Linked DNA regions of Zea mays: all the other regions are linked to region 2. A link is a contact called in public Hi-C data. All regions are on one chromosome and are shown on one strand. Each heading gives the region's core, a stretch centred on a gene start, on an enhancer-like site or on the middle of the called end of the contact. The rest is flanking DNA. Distances are from core to core; before and after follow the strand shown.

Region 1 (4,938 bases), core at 1,468-3,967, 300 kb after region 2:
ACATATAATGACTTAGTGAATAGAGACGAATGTCACAATCTTTATTACATAACGAAATGTTTTACAAAATAAATTATAATATATAGAACGAACTAATGTCATTATTGTCCCTTGGCGCCAACAAGTTGACTGGGAGACGACACCTAGACCTCGTCGAACTCCTCGTAGTAGTCTTCCTCTAGGGCCACCTGCTCTTCACCTATGGGGGGAGTTTTATTGCAGGAGTGAGCTCACAGATGTTCATCGCTCAGCAAGTGTGGAGAATAATGTGCATGGGCTCACTTACGGTGGGGCTCATATATAGTGTCAAGCTGATCAACAAATAATGGTTAAGGCAAAGCATTGCTTTTAATAAGTTGGTCAAATTTTATTAGTAGTTACTAAATATAAGTAAATACCATCCCAACAAAATAATAGATAAAATTAATAATAAAACCACAATACGATGCATATGACAAATTAAGTTTAATTCCATAAGTTAATCATGCAAGAGTCCTCAATCGCTCTTGACCACAAGCACGACTGATATACCAGTTTTACAATCTGCAGAGGTTGCACATCTTTACCCATAATACATGTTCCCTTTGTCGCCTCGGATTGATCAAACCCTTAAACATTGCCAAGGTGAGTAGGCAGGGTACACTACAATGCCTTTACAAAGTTCCACTAGAGGAGAGAACCTCCTATGGTTTCTGGGCCGAAAGTTGTACAGGAATCCCTCGGTCCAAAAGCTAAAAAGATAGTCCGACCCGAGGACCTCCCTACACCCGCATCCTCCACTCCGCTTGCCCCTTTCGGGAAAGGATTAACTCACACTAGCTTTCCTAATTAATCAGCCAAGGGTGTCCCATTCTACCATTGTGATAGCACTATTATCTCAAGTTAAGCTCCATGTTCCAGTTAACACCATAATCTTATCATGAACATTTAAATAATCCAATAATAATAGTTAAGCATGATCATGAATCATTTGTATCTTAACATCCAAAACCACATAGAGCAATAGCAGATACTACTCAAAAGTTCAGTGGCAAGCAAGGTATAAAGTAACTCAAACTAGGGTGACCTATTGGGTACCATCAAATTAACCTGAGCATAGTATAGTGATTAACAAGAACATTATTGGTTAAAAAAGAGTGATCAAGGGCACAACTTTCCTTCAACGAGCTCCTGCTCAGTATTTTCCATCTGCTGGGTACCAGGTTCCTTGGTCACTTGCTCGTCTACTCGTAACAATACAAACAAACATGGTATAGGAGAAATTAACATCACAACAAACATGAGCACAAACTGCATAATAATGATCTATGCGTTGCTACGAGATCGTAGGTTCGGGAACTACTAAATTCGGAGTTAAAGTAAACAAGATATGGTTTTCCAAAGTGTAAGTGACTATAATTCATGTGAAAAATATATTAAACAGTAGTAACTGATATATTCCAGGTCATAACTTGATCCTAGCTCTTGTTTTGGTCAAACAGTAATTATGAGCAATTTAATTCTTGCTAAAAGTTATTTACATAAACACAAGCTACATAGATATCTAATTATAGAAGTATGGGAGATGTCACAATTAGTACTATTAATGCGTAGATAATTTTATTACGAAGATAACGTAATTGGAACGGGTTAAAAAGGAGTTAAAATAAGTAAAATATGAATTTTACAAGTTTTTAGATTCACTTTTATATTAAACATTCATTTTCCAATCTTATTTACCCAGGTCAAATAATCCATGGACAGCGGACGCAAAAACCAGGGCGTTTAGGGTTCAGTTTGCAAATTCCGGGACCTGGGGGTAATGATCTTTGTGTACAGGTGTACTACGGGTTGATTAGTAAAAACACCAGGGCTCTTATGAAAAATCGCTTGGCCGAAAGGGTATCATGCAATCAGGGCCATGGATCTTGGATCTACGGTCAGGATTAAATTATCGTTACTATGAATCGATATTCAATAGGAACCCTAGGATAGGATATGCACGACTCAGATTTTATGTTGACCAAATGGACGTGGTTCACCCGATCTATCATCAACGCTCCTGATTCCTTACTCCCGAACCGATAACCCTCTTCTAATCCGGGCCATCGACGCTGGATCCGAAGGACAGCAGTTCATCTTCCCCGCACGAACACTGGCCCCAGACGACGACTAACCCGCAAATGGCGCGGCTCGCCAGAGTAATGCTAGGGTGGTGCATCAATGGATAAAAACCTGCCGCACGCAGGCACAAACGCTAAAGGGACCAATGGCGAGGAAGAACATAGGGGTAGTTTACGGTTGCCCGGTGCAGGGACGAGCAGTTCACGCTCCGCGGTAGCCTGGTCCGGTCTTCTACGTACGACGATGAAGTCCTGTTCTCCAGTCACCAAACACGCAAGGGAAGCCCCCAAGCGTCCAGCGCGCGACCCTGCCGAACCCCCAGCTTGACGCCAAGATTCAAGGGCAGCGGCAGCGGCCATTTCCAATGCGTTCTCTCTCCGTGGGTCTATTCCCAGCGGCTATGGCTCTCAGTACTGGTTATGGGCGCATGATGCAGAGAGATCAACCGAGAGTGTGCGATCTGGTATTTATTCAGGGAGTCCAGGTTCTGCTGGGGAGGGAGATATTAGCTGGCAGACTCCAGGCTTGTTGCAACGGCCAAGTGGAGTTGTGAGTTTGTTGTGTCGGGGCCTCAGCGAAGGCGAAGGTGCTGACAAGCGGTCCCCACGGTGCAGTGTGTGTGGTTGAGCGCGGCGTGGTGCGGGAGCCGTGCAATGCGGATCCGGATTAGGCCGGTGTTGGGCTGAACGAGCAGCAAGGAGATTCAGGTTGGGTTCTGTTTCATTTTTATTTTTTTTTCTCTTTTCTCTCTATTTTTTCATTTCACAAGCCCAATTTTTTTTCAAATCCAAACAAGGTTCTAATTCAAAAACTCCATAGGTGCAAATTATTATTTTTGGGATGTAGTTTAACCATATAGTTTATTATATTATCGTTCACTACTTATTTGATTTGGAAACAAAGTAACATATAGTCTTTCATCACAAATTACTTGAGTTCAATTATATTTTAAAAATTATTTCTAATACAAATTAAATGAACAGTCAAAATCTAAGGCATGATGCATAATTTCAACTTCTATTTCATTTTTATAGGGAACATGTCTTGCCAATAAAACATAGACTTACAATAACTCTAATTTTATTACACCAAGAACTAGCTAACAATTTAAACCATATTTTAAGGGTTTACAAATCCTACCCCCTAAAAAATAATCTCGGCCTTGAGATTACGATGAACTAGGAAAGGGGTGGGGAAATTCTACTCGTACCTCAACTTCTTGCTCGTAGGTGGCTTCATCTTCTGTGTGATGACTCCATTGTACTTTGCACATCTTAATCACTTTATTCCTTGTAACACGAGTCAAGGTATCAATGATCTTGATAGGATATTCTGTATAAGTCAGATCACCTTGAACACTAAGTTCATCCATAGTTAGTTGCTCTTCTGGCACCCTAAGACACTTCTTCAACTGAGATACATGTAAGACATCATGTATATCCGCTAGATGGTTGGGTAGCTCCAGTTGATATGCAACTGCCCCCACTCGCTTTAGGATTTTGAAGGGTCCAATAAAGCGAGGGGACAACTTACCTTTAACTTTAAATTTCCTCATACACCGAATTGGTGACACCTTGAGATACACGTGATCTCTACAGCTTTTCTGTCTGGACTGCGCAGTTCTCAAGTTCTCCCTTATTATTCGAATTTGTTCCTCTGCTTCTTGGCTTATTATTGGCCCAAAGAACTGCCTTTCACCAGTTTGATCCTAATACAGCAGGATTCTACACTTCCTTCCATATAAGGCCTCCAACGGGGACATCTTCAAACTGGCCTGATAACTATTATTATAGGAGAACTCCGCATAGGGTAAACTCTTGTCTCAACTGCCATCGTGCTTAAGATCACAAGCTCTTAACATATCTTCTAGCACTTGATTTGTTCTCTTGGTCTGCCCATCAGTTTAGGGATGGTAGGCTGAACTAAAGTTTAGCTTCGTGTCCATACTCTCATGAAGGTTCTTCCAAAATCGGGAAGTAAACTGAGATCCACGATCTAAAACTATCTTCTTAGGTACCCCATGTAGGCACATACACTACACGACGGTTGATCTTTAGCGACCCTTATTAGGGACTGACGGTTGGTCGCTAAAAGTTATGGACTGACGGTTGGTCGCTAAATGCGCTTATAACGACGGTCTATGGGTCGCTAAAAGTCTAGAAATTTAACGACTTATGGTCGGTCGCTATAGAGGTAAGTGTGTGACTGATGGTGGGTCGCTATAGGGGTACGTGATTTTTGTGTTTCTTATTTACTCACCAAAGCCCATCTAAAGGCCTACTAAACAAACAAAACCCTATTCCACGCACCAAACCACAAGCGCAGCCGCCGTCACTTCTGCCCCATCGTGGCCCCATCCCGCCGCTCGTCGACGATGCCACCCCGCCCCTCGGCCGTGGTCGCCGTCACTATACCACAACACCAAAATAGCGTCAGATCTCAGTCACTAAAAGTAGTAAATTGACAGTGAATCAGTCGCTAAAACATAGCTACACACCATCAGTCGATATTTCTAAATATACTGTTAAACTGTCCATCGGTACTTTTATTTATGTTTCACGTTGAGCTGTCCGTCGGCATTACCATCTTAGGAGTCAGACCATCCGTCGTTGTAGAATGTCCCAAAACTAAAGCTCTTTGCGCGTATTGGACTAGCTTGCTTGTGTCTAAAATTTTCCATGTGGTGCACAGTGCACTGGCCCGGCCCACAAAACATGTCAAGTTGACCTAGCCAAATCCAAATCTCTTCAATCCCTCGACCAGTCGACCGCGCCGCTCACCCGTGCTGCCCAGATCTCCTCTCACTCCACCGTGTGCCCAGCCCTCCGCCGCTAG
Region 2 (4,865 bases), core at 1,329-3,828:
ATCAAACACAGGTGAGCGATGAAGCACGTTGAGATCATTGTTGGTACCAGGCATTCCAAAGAAGGCATGCCAAATCCACAAATCGTACCCAGCGACTGCCTCTAGTATCATTGTTGGCCTCGAATTTCGCCCACAAAACTGTCCGCGCCATGCAGTAGGACAGTTGCGCCATTCCCAATGCATACAATCGATAGAGCCTAGCATACCAGGAAACCCCCTGTCGGCGTTTACACGTAGTATGCGAGCAATGTCGTCGTGGTTAGGGATACGAAGGTATCGTTCGCTAAAGGAAGATATGATTGCGCGACAAAAACGGATAAGGCAGTCCCTAGCGGTAGTCTGTCCAATCTGTATGTACTCATCTACCGCATCGGTTGGTAACCCGTACGCAAGGATACGCAATGCAGCACATACTTTTTGCAATGGACCAAGCCCTGCTAAACCTGTTGCATCACAACGAATAGTAAAGTATTCGTCTTCTCGCTGAACGGCACGAAGGATACGTAGGAACAAAGGACGATGCATCCGAAACCTATAAACGAAAATAAAGCATAAAATTAACAAAAGAAACCTACAAATGAAAGTAAAATCATAACTTAGGAAATGTACCTTCGACGAAAAACATGTGATGGATACACAGGATTAGGTCCGAAGTAGTGATGTTTGATGAGATTTTCTCCAGCAGTGTGGTCCCTATGGATAACTCGGCGAGGCAATGAGGAGCGGCTACGGCGTGTGCTCGTGTCTCCTTGTACAAGGTGGTCAACATGTTGGGCAAGCAACAAGGTATCAATCTCATCGTCGGAATCGTCGGATGACGAGGACAACACAAGGCTTTTCAATGACTCCATGACGACCTAAACTACGAGTGCGTAGTACGGTCTTCTTATGGTATGGCGGATGATATAGAAGAGAGTGAGTGTTTAGATGAGTGGAGCATTTCCCCAGGGTACCATATTTATAGGTGCCTTTGGTGTGTGAAGGAAGCCAGGCGATCGTGGCTTCTAGTACAAGCCAGTCGTGTCGTGCAAGCCACTCGTGTCGTGTACTAGAAGAATGAGAATTTTGAATTTGTAAAAATACATCAATTTGTACCGTATTTGTACTAATGTAGTAATAGTAATTATGAAGTTTGCTAATTACATGTGGACCAAAATTCGCCCGTGTACTATACAAATAATAAATAAACATAAATTTAATATTTGATGGTAGTTGAGTTAGTTGATGAGGAAAGTATATAATATTGGTCTGGTGGGGTATAGAGGATTGTTATAGGGGGAACCGCTGTAGACCGTGGAAATATAGGGGGAGAGAGATTGCTGACGTGGCACGTGAGTGGGATATAGGGGGACAAATTTAGGGGAACCGCTGAAGACAGTCTTCTGTAGTGAATTCTACGCCAGATCCTGGATCCAGCTGACCGGGGGCAGAGTCCTTTGTCAGGATCAAATGTTATGTTCAGTTGCTCACTGATTGGGATGTTGTAATTATTACGTCAGATCGCCTTTCCCCCATAGATTCATGTTGATTGGCGGCTACTTTTTTCATTCCAAAGCAAAGAATCATTCATTGTTTGAAAAACTGGCAACCTTTGCCTTGATTCGCACTCAAAGCGAGAGTAAGTAGCTTTTCAGATGAGCACAACCATTTTGCAGCACCAAGAAGCACCATTTTTTCCTTAAGATTAACTTAGAATAAAGCCTGACGGGGGTAACAGCATCCATCGATCCGCAGTCCATGCTGTTTGATGCATGGGTCTGCTGAAACCGAGGATGAACACAGCACTAACAACTGACACAGAGCGACCTTGCAATCAAAAACACAGATGGGCAACAACAAACACGACACGAACGAAGATAAACCCTCTGGACTAGGGTAAACATCACGGTAGCGAACAGGATAACTTGGCCGCGCGGGCCCCACCGCTCAGTTCCTCCAGTTCCCGTCGGAGTTGCCGTAGCCGCCGCCACGGTTGCCACCGCCGTAGCCGCCGCCACCACCACCGTAGCCGCCGCCGCCACCGTAGCCGCCGCCACCGCCGTAGCCGCCACCGCCATCACGGCGCCCGCCACCGCCGTAGCCGCCGCCTCCACGGCCACCACCGTACCCACCGCCGCCGCCTCCACGGCCGCCGCGGGACTGGGCCTCGTTGACGGTGATGTTGCGGCCGTCCAGCTCCTTGCCGTTCATGCCCTCGATGGCGTTCCGCATCGCCTCCTCCGTGGAGAAGGTGACGAAGCCGAAGCCGCGGGACCTCTGCGTCTCCCGATCGAGGATGATCTGCAGGGGAGAGGGGAAGGAGGGACAGATCCGGGTGAGGGTGTGTCAGGACAGGTCAGATCTGGACGAAGCCATGGACGGATCTGGGACGGGAACGGACCTTGGACTCGAGGACCTCGCCGTAGGTGCTGAAGGCGTTGTGGAGGGAGTGGTCGTCCGTGGCCCAGGCGAGGCCGCCGACGAAGCAGCGGTACTCAACATCCGACGCCGCCATCTCGATCCGCTCACCCACGAACCCGAACCCCGGAGAACCTCACGAACCCGAACCCGAACCGGAGGGGGAGGAGAAGCCAACCCACCTCTAAGAAAGCACGGAGAGGGAATGCGTCCCCCGCAGCGTCTTTATAGCCGAGCGCGGGGCCGCCGCGGCCGTCCTGATCCCATCCGACGGCGCGGACGCCCAGTGGAATATGCGGGGCATCGGGGTCGCCACCGCGCTACGAGCACACGAGCACCTCCCGGGGACGGCTTTGTTGGGACCCGGAGCAGGACGGGAGCGTGAGGCGGGGCCCAGCGTGACTGACCTGACCTCGTTTTGGCCGCTGCACTGCCGGCCTGTGCAGGCCACCGAAAAATATCTCGCGTGGCGAAATGCCATCCTTGCCCTCGGGAGCACACGGATCGGACGGCAAGCGGTCGTCGGGTCGGGTGGTGGATATGGACACTTGCTGATGACGTGGGTCCACGATGGCAGTGGGCGAAGCCAAGTCCACGCGTCACAGTGACCGCACCTAGTGCTCAAAAACGACGGATCGGATAGGAACGAATACATGTCACAATTCACTACCTTGTAATCTGAATTCAAATATAGATTCGAATATTCTAGGATATGAATACAGAACTGATATTTAGATTTGAATCGAATATTTTTTTAACTCTGACACACATATTTTGAAATTTAAGCTGGATGAATATTTTATAGCTCGAAGAAGAGGAGGATCACATGTTGGTTCGTAGTGAACATGCTCGATTACTTCATCTTGTTAGAGACGAGGACTCTACGCGGACCACAATGGCGCTTGAACATGTCATTGTAATATGCATATCTTGCGGCAGTGAGAAATATATCATATCATAGTTATGTACTCGAGTCCATGCCATCAGATACGGTGTAATTGCTTATATTTTATAATGCTTACAGGTAAATTAGCACATTTAGGTGTGGCATAGGTACGCGACACACTCCTCATAGTGGATTTGGGTATGCTTCATATCCTTTGTGGTGGCTACCATATGCCTGCTTGACCACAATATCATCCATCACATTAATGTGATGTGCAAAAGCTTTATTCGGAACATTAGTATCACATGGTCGTCTTAAGTAGAGACAGTTGTGGCTATGGGACCATACTCCCATGGTACTTCTTGCCCGGGGGTTACAACTAGTTGTATGCCTCAATGTGGAGCATTCTTGTACTTAGTCAAGAGAGAAGCTTGGGTTCCCACATTAAGAGCCATAGATCTCAAGAGGGCTTCAGAACCTTGAAGGGCTCCAAGGTCGAGGTCCAAGAGGGGTCTGATGCAGGGGATCTAAGAGACAAAGATAACCTAGATTGTTCGGTAGAACCTCAGAGGCCCTAAAGGCCTCGAAACTCATCTTCTTCCTTAAATGACATTGGAAGCTAGACTTAGGGGGGCAGGGGCCTCATGATGAGGTCCCTCGACACCGAAGGATGTATGCATTGTGACACTTCGCGGGTGGTTTGCTTTGAAAGAAGTACATGTTAAAAATAAGGTCAATATGCACTATGTATCATTTACATTGCATGTACATAGGATAAATAAATGTATACACGAAGAGTGATACCAATAAAGATATGAATATGAACATCATATTTGAAGTTTTAACAGGTAAAAACTACAAATAATTGTGTCAAGTACCCAAGAACGGGATACCCCCACAAACCCCTCTCTGGCCCATTTACCAACTGAGTCTGTGTCGAGCAAGTCTATGATGCGGGGCGAACGACCAAGTCCCCGCCGAGCAAGTCTACTCGGCGGAGCAAATGTCCAAGTCCTCATCGAGCAAGTTTGCGAGACGGGACCAGCAACCAAGTCCCCGTCGAGCAAGTATGCGAGGAGGGGCGAACGACCAAGTCCCGGACGAGCAAGTCTGCGAGACGGGGTGACCGACCAAGTCCCTGCCGAGCAAGTCTACGAGACAGGACGAATGACCAAGTCCTTGCCGAACGGATCCGCAAGAAAGGAACCTAGGACGACGCTGTCGGCCCACGACGGTCGTGAAAAGACGCAACATCACCAAACCACGTTTGGACCGTACATACAGTAGCAAAAGGTTTTTGGCAGACACGATGGAACACCCCCGCGTGCGTCGACGGACATACCCTCACTGACTCGTGGGGTCAGTCAATTCCAGTCGTGGAGACCTCATCACCGGAGTCTCTACAGTGGCCCATACACTGGAAAGGACGAGACAATACCCTATACTAGGCGTATACCTACGCATGCTTGATAGTGGCGTGTGGGGTATGACGAAAGATGAAGCAGTACCGAACACAACCCTCAACCTCGCTGTAAGCCCACTTCGCGGGACCCGCCAGGTACCACAACGTTGGCACCGAGCA
Region 3 (4,619 bases), core at 884-3,383, 470 kb after region 2:
TTGGTTGGAGCTCATCAAAGATTATGACTTGGAGATTCATTATCATCTGGGCAAGGCAAATCTGGTTGCAGATGCCTTGAGTCGGAAGGAGCATGTTCATGCAGCTATTGTTACCCAGCTACCTGATGAGTTGGCAGAAGATTTTGCAAAGCTCAACATGGTAATAGTTGCTCACACAGAAGGAGTTACCATAGAGGTGGAACCTACCTTAGAACAAGAAATACGTAAGGGTCAGATCGGTGGTGTTAAAATTCAAGAGATCAAAGGTCTGGTGGCAGAAGGTAGAGGTCCAGATTTCACGAAAAATGAGCAGGGCACAATCTTGTTCAAGAATAGGATTTGTGTCCCTGAGATTGATAGTCTTCGTGAAACCATATTGAAGGAAGCACATGACTCGACCTACTCCATTCTTCCTGGCAATACCAAGATGTATCAAGATCTGAAACAAAAGTATTGGTGGTATGGTCTGAAAAGGGATGTTGCTTCACATGTGGAAGTGTGTGATGTTTGCCAAAGGGTAAAAGCTAAACATCGGAGACTAGCTGGATTACTTCACCCGCTGAAAGTACCCAAGTGGAAGTGGGAAGAAATTGGTATGGATTTCATTGTTGGTCTACCCCGCACTTCTGCTGGGTATGACTCTATTTGGGTGATTGTGGACAGACTAACAAAAGTGGCTCACTTCATCCCTGTGAGGACTAAGTACACGGGGCCAAGCTAGCAGAGTTGTATATGGCCCAAATAGTTTGTCTACATAGAGTGCCTAAGAAGATCGTGTCAGACCAGGGATCCCAGTTCACTTCTCGATTTTGTCAGAAGTTGCACGAGTGCTTGGACACGTAGTTGAATTTCAGCTCGGCCTACCATCCTCAAACATATGGGCAGACCGAGAGAACCAACCAAGTACTAGAAGATATGTTGAGAGCTTGTGCTCTTAAAAATGGTGGCAGTTGGGATAAGAGTTTACCATATGCGGAGTTCTCTTACAATAATAGTTACCAGGCCAGTCTGAAGATATCCCCGTTCGAGGCTTTATATGGTAGAAAATGCAGGACTCCACTATATTGGGATCAAACTAGTGAAAGGCAGTTCTTTGGGCCAGAAATTATACAAGAGGCAGAAGAACAAGTACTGTTGATATGGGAAAACTTGAGAACTGCGCACTCTAGGCAGAAAAGCTATGCAGATAACCGGAGAAGGCAATTAGAGTTCAAGGAGGGTGATCACGTGTATCTGAAGGTGTCACCGATCCGAGGTATGAGGAGATTTAAAGTTAAAGGGAAGTTGTCCCCCTCGCTTTATTGGACCCTTCATGATCCTAAAGCGAGTGGGAGAAGTTGCCTATCAGCTGGAACTACTCAACCATCTGGCAGATCTACATGATGTCTTCCATGTATCCCAGTTGAAGAAGTGCCTCAGGTTACCCGAAGAGCAACTGCCTATGGAGGAATTGAGTGTTCAAGATGATCTGACTTACACTGAGTATTCTATCAAGATTATTGATACTTTGACTCGTGTTACAAGGAGTAAGGTGATCAAAATGTGCAAAGTGCAATGGAGTCATCATGGAGAAGATGAAGCTACTTGGGAGAGAGAAAAAGAGCTACGAGTAGATTTCCCCACCTCTTTCCTAGTTCATCTTAATCTCAAGGCTGAGATTCTTTTTAAGGGGGTAGGATTTGTAATACCAAACTTGTGGAATATAAAAGAGAGGGATACATCTTTATGTGTGTTACCTTCTATTAATGAGAAATATTAAGGAACATATTTAAAGTGAATAATTCTCTAATAAAACATAAATAATACATGCATCATGTTGGAGTTTATTTGTTTGTGCATTTAATAATAATAATAGTAGTAATAAAAATATAATAATGTTGAAATTTGGATTAACACCTAATTTTAAATCTAGAATTTGAAGATGAAATAGCAAAGAAAAGAGAAGGAGAAAGAAAATAAATATATAAATAAATATATCCTTGCCATACTAGTATTTTTAAATTGTACATTCAATCCATGTACAAAATTCACAACAAAGTTGGATTCAAATTTGAGATTTAAAAATAAAAAGAAAAGAAAACAGGAAAGAAAACGAAAAAGAAAAGAAAAAGAAAAAATCCGCGCCTGGGCTCAAAACCATAGCCTCGACCCACTCTATCCTTTTTCTCCCCCTGTGGCCCACCTCGTCTTTTACATGCCGCGTGCGCATTGACACACTTACGGGCGGGCCCCAATCCCCAGTGCTCCTCCCGGTTGAAGCGCCTGCGCTCTGCCACTTCCGCATGGGGCCCACTGGTAAACGCCATCCTCGTCCCTCTCTCCGCGCCGGCGTAACAGAACAGCGGGCGCCACCTGGGAACTTCGGCCCCATGACCGCGGATGGTTGCGCTGGGTTAGCTATAATTGTTGACCCCCTTGGGAGGCCCCACCCATCTACCCGACCACAGAAGTCGTCGGTGCACCACCTTGAACCTAGAGCTCTGTCACCAAGGACCGCAGGGAGAAGAGAATCCGCTCACTGCTGCAGTGCTCGGGTTGTGTCGGCGTTCGGGCAATTGCACAAGGCGGGGGAGCTTAACCATGGTTCGTGGGACCTTGTGGTGGCGGCGTTGGGCTCGGGGCGTCACTGGTGCCAGCTCAATTGCTCCCTGGAGACACCTCACCACCGCGGATCCACGCATCTCTATGGGCAGGGCACAACACCATGTGATTCACGGTATGGACTCCTCCCCCGTGCTCGCGTTCATCTATATTGTGTGTAGCATCGTCTGAAGCATAGTTGTGGGGTACCTGGGTTGTTGGTGGCTCTTGCCGGCGATGGCCGCTGCTGGGGAGAGTCTGGTGCCGTTGTCCGCCACCGTCGGGGGAGAGGGAGATGTCTGGGTCACTCGATTTAGATGAAATGGCCAGGATTAGCGATATGATATCGATTGGGGGCGGTTTGGCCTAAACCGTTTGACGAAGATCGGACGCATAAATGTGCGCCTCGGTCACTTTAAATCCTGACCGTTGGGGTAATCCGAGGGATGGCACTGCATACCGTTTCGGGGAGGGATTCGATTTAATCTAGGCCGTCTGCGATGGATCAGTCGACCGACATCTATTTATACCGCGTCGGATAACCCTATTTACAATTGAGCCCCTGTTCTTTCTTAATATCAACCCGCCATCCTGCAGTAGTGAAGGAAAGTATAAACCAAGCCCTGAAATTTGTAAATTTAACCCCGTGTTCTCGGATAATGGTGGCCACAGTCCATAGGGTATTAAACCCTATAAACTACATTAGGGATAATGATTTTAACATAAAAATAATTTCAGAATCTTATTAAATTCATAATTAATTATTTTTTACTCCTTTTTAATCCATTCTGGTTGCATTAATTTTGTTTTAATATTGTTTATCACTAGGTAACTCTGTTTAGCCCTGAAACATAGATTAAAATTATCCACTTAACTTATTCAATACCAAACACTTAATAACTTCGGAAAATCGTAACTCGATAACCGTAACTCTAAATTTAGTGATTCTCAAACCTACGATCTCGTTACGATGCATAGAATATCATTATGCAGTACGTTCTCATGTTTGGTGTGATGTTAATTTCTCATGTACCATGTTTGCTTGTATTATTGCGAGTAGACGAGCAAGTGACTGAGGACTCAGAAGCTCAGTAGGTGGAAACTACTGAGCAGGAGCTCGTTGAAGGCAAGTTGTGTCCTTGATCACTTCTATTTACCCAATAATGTTCATGTTGATCATTATGATCTGCATAGGTTAATTTTGATGGGACCCAATAGGTCACCCCAGTTTGGCTATCTTTATACCTTGTTTACCACAGAACTTTTGGGTAGTACCTGCTATTGGTTTATGTGGTTTTAGGTGTTAAGATACACATTATTCATGATCATGCTTTTATTATCAATTTGTTATTTATTGTTCATGACAAGATCATTATGTTAATTGGAACATGGAGAACCACCCGGGAAAACAGTGCTACCACAAGGGTGGTATGGGACGCCCTTGGCTAACTAATTAGGAAAGCTAGTGGATGACTACCTTACCCTAAAGGGGCAAGGGCAGTATGGGAGTGGTAGGTATAGGGAGGTTCTCGAGTTGATTTTGCTGCAATGGCTTTTCAGACGGGGGATTCCTATGCTACGCTCCCTAGAAACTGTAGCAGGTTTTCTAAAGCTAGTGGAACTTTGTAAAGGCCTCGTAGTGTTACCCTGCCTTGCTTCCTTGGTAGAGGTGTATGGGATTCATGAACCCTTGGCATATGGGTAACATGACTTGTGGGTACAGATGTGCAACCTCTGTAGAGTGTAAAACTGGTATATCAGCCATGCTCATGGTCATGAGCGGCTCGGACCCACATGAGTAACTTATGGAATTAAATTTAACTGGTCATTTGCATCGCATTGTGGTTTATTATTAATTTTGATCTATTATTACTTTAGTTTGGTACATACTTGCATTTAGTAACTGCTAATAAAATTTGACCAACTTATTAAAAGCAATGCTCAGCTTTAACCATTATTTATTGATCAGCCTTACACTTCACCTGAACTCCCACCTTTAGTGAGTTCATGCACATTATTCCCCACAACTTGTTGAGCTA

The links. A called contact is a pair of places that touch in the nucleus more often than the background predicts.
Region 1: a contact with region 2 is called in a Hi-C map of leaf, with 8 times the contacts expected there. The contact joins the enhancer-like site here to the promoter of LOC542725 in region 2. A contact is called at or near these places in 4 of 25 Hi-C or Micro-C datasets (bundle sheath, endosperm, leaf and 1 more).
Region 3: a Hi-C map of leaf shows a contact between it and region 2, with 4 times the contacts expected there. The contact joins the promoter of LOC103640820 here to the promoter of LOC542725 in region 2. A contact is called at or near these places in 4 of 25 Hi-C or Micro-C datasets (bundle sheath, ear, leaf and 1 more).

The regions. Positions count from the first base shown.
Region 1 is chr1:182,854,159-182,859,096 of Zm-B73-REFERENCE-NAM-5.0, forward strand. No RefSeq gene overlaps it. Among protein-coding and RNA genes, the nearest start is that of LOC118476084, 4.1 kb to the left of the region's middle. Within about 2 kb of position 2,718, at least 15 of the 20 cell types and tissues checked have an H3K27ac peak or open chromatin away from gene starts, as enhancers often do. A contact at or near this core is called in bundle sheath, leaf and tassel, where this site is marked.
Region 2 is chr1:182,554,808-182,559,672 of Zm-B73-REFERENCE-NAM-5.0, forward strand. LOC542725 reads right to left here and starts at 2,579. Exons shown (of 2, transcript NM_001112237.2): 1 at 2,381-2,579; 2 at 1,648-2,280. The coding sequence starts at 2,494. The coding sequence ends at 1,927. LOC103640730 reads right to left here and starts at 931. Exons shown (of 2, transcript XM_008664224.4): 1 at 610-931; 2 at 1-532. The coding sequence starts at 851.
Region 3 is chr1:183,023,748-183,028,366 of Zm-B73-REFERENCE-NAM-5.0, forward strand. LOC103640820 reads left to right here and starts at 2,134. Exons shown (of 2, transcript XM_008664291.4): 1 at 2,134-2,716. The coding sequence starts at 2,283.